2 separate regions of the Mus musculus genome follow, and region 2 is linked to region 1. The links are chromatin contacts, called in public HiChIP or PLAC-seq maps. All regions are on one chromosome and are shown on one strand. The core of a region is the stretch at or near the end of the contact, and the rest is flanking DNA. Distances in the headings are between cores, read along the strand shown. Region 1 holds the start of Cenps (centromere protein S). Region 2 overlaps Ube4b (ubiquitination factor E4B).

Region 1 (2,530 bases), core at 22-2,521:
CAGATCCTTTTTTTAATGTCTGAGTGTTTTGCCTGCGTGCATGAATTGGGCTCTTGGAGATCAGAAGAGAGCACTGACTCCTGGAAACAGTAATCATAGACAGGTGTGAACCACCATGTGGGTGCCATGAACCAAATCCTGGTCTGCAGGAACGGCAGCTGTTATTATTGCAGAGCCACCTCAGAGCCTCTCGCTGTATAGCTTGACATAATGGAGAAGCAGCCACTCTTGTCCCTGGTAACGTGAACCACTCGCTCTGAGGGGATAGCGTTTGAGCAGTGATCTCACTGATCACTGATTTGGTGCTGGTGGAAGAGCCATAAAAATCCAAGGTTCCTTGCACGAGGTTGTGTGTGTGAATGGTTCACCATAGAAGGCGCTGCCTTCCATAACTTACATCAACTGGCTATTGGTTTGTGTGAGTGTGAGCACACAGTGGATGTAAGAAAACAACTTTCTGGAGTCAGTTCTGGGAATCAAACTCAGGGCCTCAGGGCCCCAGGCTTGCAGGGCAATGTGTTTTGACCCACAAAACGATCTTTTTTCTCTCTCTTTCTTCTCTCTCTTTCTTCTCTCTCTTTCTTCTTTCTCTTTCTTTCTTTCCGAGACAGGGTTTCTCTGTATAGCTCTGGCTGTCCTGGAACTCACTTTGTAGACCAGGCTGGCCTCGAACTCAGAAATTCGCCTGCCTCTGCCTCCCAAGTGCTAGGATTAAAGGCATGTGCCACCATGCCTGGCTTTCACAAAGCTATCTTGCCAGCCAAGTGCTTTATCATCTGTTAATTGTGGGCTATACACTCTTGCTTTTTTTGTTTTGTTTTGTTTTTTAATTTTAAGGCAAGTTTCACTATGTAGCCCTGGCTGGTCTGGAACTCACAGAGATCCACTGGCCTATGACTCAAGAGTGCTGGGATTAAAAGGGTGCATCACCAGGCCCAACATATATATATTTTTTACTTAAACACTTTTATTTACTTATATATTTATTATGCATATGTGTGTATTTGTGTGTGCATCTGCATGCGGGTACCAAGAGAGACCAAGAGAGAACATTGTGTCCCTTAGAGATGGAATTACACGTGTTTAGTGAGCCACCTGATGTGGGTGGTGCGTCTGGCCGGTGCTCTCAGTGACTGCTAACCAGTGAGCCATCTCACGCACGTTCTTACAGATGCTTGAACCCCGGGTCACACCAACGCTAAGACCCTTCCGCGAGCTGTCGCCAGGGGGCGCGCGCGGGACAGGAAGGAGGCGCTTCGCGCTTTGACCCTCGGCGCCGCCCGTCGCAGAGGTAGCGCGGGAAAGTCTGAGCCGACAGTGGCGCGCCGACCGGGGTTGTCCGCAGTGATGGAGGAGGTGGAGGCTGAGGAGCCGCAGGAGTTCTCTCACCGGCAGGTATAAAATAAATGGGGTCCCAGCAAGGGCAGGACGTGAGGTCCTGGGAGAGGGAAAGGCCCCGAGTCCCTAGCCGGCCTCCGCGTGTGCGCATGCGTCGCTCGGCTGCAAGGAGGGGGTGCGGTCCGCCGAGCCTGCGTCCAGCTCGCCAGAGTCCGGGTGTCCCGGCGCTGTGAGGGTCGGGTGTGGGCGCTACAGAGAGACGATGGGGCTTGGAGGAGCGTTTGCCCAGCATGAGGGAATCTATGGGTTCGAGTCCCAGCACCGCACCTACCGGGCTTGGTGGTGAACGACTGTGACCCCAGCACGGAGCGGGGTGTGTGTGGAAGCGAGAGGCTTAGGGTGGAGGCAGAAGCCAGTTTAGAGTCATTTTCAGCGATATACCGAGTTCGAGGCCAACCGGGATTACGGGAGGCCCTGTCTTAAAGGAGGGCCCGCCCGGTGGTGGCGGCGCAAGTCCTTAATCCCAGACTGAGGCAGGCACATCTCTCAATTGGTCTACAGAGTGAGTTCCAGGACAGCTAAGGCTACACTGAGAAACCCTGTCTCGAAAAACAAAACAAAAACAACAAAACAAAACAAAAACAACAAAACAAAACAAAACAACAAAAGAGGCTGGGGATAGCGCGTGTGAGGGTGAGAGAGATGCAGGAGAGACACACAGACTAATTCAGGGGCTGAGGCAGGAGGATTACGAGTTTTAGATCAGTTAAGTACCTAGAGAGACCCTGTCTCAGGAACAAGCGAGGACAGTGCGTGGGGCTCAGGCCTTTAATTTCAGGAGTCAGAGCGAGCGGTGTGTGTGAGCTTGAGGCTAGCCTGGTTTACATAGTGAGACCTGAGCAGTTCACTAGGACCTGGGAAACGTTGTCTATTCTATGCTGCAGAGCCCGGAGTCAGCCCCTGGCAGGCTGCCCTAGAACCCACCCTCTGGCGTCGGTTGTGATTTCGGGTCCTCTAGTCAGTTAGTCGTGGCCCAAATATAGTTTTCTCCTTTGCAAAGTCGGAATACGGATAACTACTGCACGGGGTGGTGTCAGAGCCAATATTCAGTTGTTTGATGAATCAGAGCTGCCATCTCAGCTGGGAATGATTGTGAGCTCAGGGTTGGGGGTTGCTTCCTTAGGTATCTGCG
Region 2 (2,530 bases), core at 19-2,518, 270 kb before region 1:
AAATTCCCAGGCCTCACTGTAAACTTAGAAACAGTCAGCAACAGCCACGTGTGTGTCAGCCTAGCTGCTGCGCTCCTGGAGCCCCTCTACCCTTGTCCCCTTCTTCTCCATTCTTCATTTAGTGTTTTTAATACAGTCTTACTGTATCTCAGGCTGACCTCAGCAATGCTCCTGCCTCGGCCTCCCAAGGGATAGGAGTACGGGCAGGCTCCACTGCCTCCCGTTTATATGAGTTTCTTGCAGGTACTCCTAGTTTAACCTCTAGCTCCTTCCATTCTTGTGTGTGTGTGTGTGTGTATGTGTGTGTGTGTGTGTGTGTGTGTGTGTGTCTCAGTCTGTTTACCTGTCTGTGCATCTGTCTCTGTGTGTGTGGAAGCCTATAGATGCCAAAGGTTGTCTCCTATGCTCAGTATCCTTTTATTATTTATTTATTTATTTAGTTTTGGTTGGCCAGAGACTTTTGAGTCCAACAATTCTACCTCAGCTTCCCAAGGGGCTGGTGCTGCAGGGCTATATCTCCTGCCTGGCTGCCTTGCTCTCTTGAAGTCTCTTGCATTCTTGCTTTACAGAATTTTATCTCATGTAGATAGCCAGGCCTGAAATCTATGCTTTCCACTACTTCTTCATGCCTCAATTCCAAAGAATGACCAAGGTTTTTGTTTTTTTGTTTTTTGACCAAGTTCTTTGTAGCACTAATTAAATGTGCCTGGACTTGACCGTCTCTCTTCCATGTCCTTATGCCAGTCTGGTGTCTTGTCCCACCTTCGTGCTCGTCCTCACAGTGACTGCCATGGTCGTCTATCTCAGTTGCTCCTTACCTTCATGAGCAAGTCCAGGGCATCAGGGTGGTGTTGCTAGTGGGCGTGTCTCAGCCTGCCTGCCCTGACTTGTGTCTTGCTTGTCGGGGAAGCAGTGTGGGTTCCTGCAGATCCACCTGCCTCTGACAGTGCACCTCTGTCCTCACCCCAGCGGGTTTCTACCTGCTCTGAAAAAGAAACCCAGTCAGCAGTGAGCACAGCTCAGGCGCTCAGCGTGCTGGGTCTTCACAGTTGTTCCTGGGAGTGACGGAAACATGACACTAAGACACTGTGTAAGAGACTTGAATCCTGAAAACCCAGAAGTGAAGAAAGCAAGATGCTGCTGTCCACACACTGTTGAGCATCCTGGGGAGTGGAAGTATTTATAAGCAGACCACTGTAAGCCACAGTGCAGCTTGCTGAGCTTAACAAAGATGGAGGTTATTTCAGGAATTCAGGAGTTGCCTTCTGCAACTAGGAACAGAAAGATGGCTGAGTCACGCTCCCCAGCTCCTCCATCGCCTCGTCACAGCCTTGCTTGCCCTCTCGTTGCCTCACCTCCATGTCACTCCAGCCTTCTTCCAGACGTCCTAGCTCATGTCCCTCGTATACAGCTGAGCTTGGCTAGAGTATAGACAAGCTCAGTTTCCCCCTACCTGTTTTTTTTTGAAACATGGTGTCAGTAGTACAAGCTAGCCATGAGCTTACTCTCATGCTCCTATTGTAGTGCATGCTGCTAAATTCAGTTCTCAACTTAAAAATAAAAGAGATTTATTTACTTATTTATTTTTAGGTTTTGGTTTTTAGAGACAGGGTTTCTCTGGGTAGCCCTGGCTTTCCTGGAACTCACTTTGTAGACCAGGCTGGCCTCAAACTCAGAAATCCACCTCTGCCTCTGCCTCCCAAGTGCTGGGATTAAAGGCACGTGCCACCACTGCCTGGCGGATTTATTTTTATTTTATGTATATGAGTGATTTGCCAGAATGCTTGTATGTGTACCGTATGCATGTCTGCAGTATCAGAAGTAGCATCAGGTTCCCTGAAACTCGACTTAGAGATGGTTGTGAGCCACCATGTGTGTGCTGGGAACTGAGCCAGCCTCCTCTGCAAGTGCTCTTAACCAGCGAGCCGTCTCGTCTCTCCAGCCCTTAGCTCTCGACTTTGTAATCTGACGATTTTTACATTTACAGAAAGGTTGAATAAATTGCTTTGAATCATCAGCTACTAATGTGTTCACGTTTTCTCTTAGCGTATAAATTAGTGTACACAGACACACTTGGCTTGTGCTGAACTGTTTGCAGGTTTGGTCGCCATAGAGATGTGGGGACTGGGCGGTGGTGCTGAAGGTCTCATTAACAAGCGAGACAGGACCAGAAGGAGCAGGGTGGGCTGCAGAGCAGTTATGTGGACAGGAGCGTGTCAGAAGAGGGGGATTAGTCCTCTTCCCCATGTGCTGTGCGCAGCCTGTGGCAGGCAGTTCCAAGCATCACTTCCCGGTTAGGTAGGGTTTGGAGTTAGTTATGTCTCCGCCCTGTCACCTGGTCTTGGAGGGAAGGTGGGGTGGAACAGGGTGACAGCAAGTGTTTGCAGGTTTTAGAGGTGTAGTATGAGATTTGCACTAGCAGTAGTGTGGATACAGAGGAAATCGGTGCATGTCTTGTAGCAACTGGATTTTTAGTTCAGCTTCTACAAGTCTACTGTAAACCCTGAAAAGCATAGAAACACACTTAGTT

What was found. HiChIP or PLAC-seq counts read pairs in DNA pulled down with a chosen protein or histone mark.
Region 2: a contact with region 1 is called in an H3K27ac HiChIP or PLAC-seq map of extraembryonic endoderm stem cells. The contact joins the enhancer-like site here to the promoter of Cenps in region 1. A contact is called at or near these places in 1 of 15 datasets of contacts at CTCF or cohesin (pro-B cells), 3 of 484 Hi-C or Micro-C datasets (B cells, bone marrow-derived macrophages and erythroblasts), 2 of 115 datasets of contacts at active chromatin or transcription factors (embryonic stem cells and extraembryonic endoderm stem cells) and 2 of 9 other capture datasets (adipose tissue and liver).

The regions. Positions count from the first base shown.
Region 1 is chr4:149,136,341-149,138,870 of GRCm38.p6, reverse strand. It overlaps Cenps (centromere protein S), which reads left to right and starts at 1,271. Exons shown (of 5, transcript NM_027263.2): 1 at 1,271-1,395. The coding sequence starts at 1,348.
Region 2 is chr4:149,404,624-149,407,153 of GRCm38.p6, reverse strand. All of the region lies in intron 1 of Ube4b (ubiquitination factor E4B), which reads left to right. Among named protein-coding and RNA genes, the nearest start is that of Ube4b, 21 kb to the left of the region's middle. Within about 2 kb of position 1,268, at least 77 of the 459 cell types and tissues checked have an H3K27ac peak or open chromatin away from gene starts, as enhancers often do. A contact at or near this core is called in embryonic stem cells and extraembryonic endoderm stem cells, where this site is marked.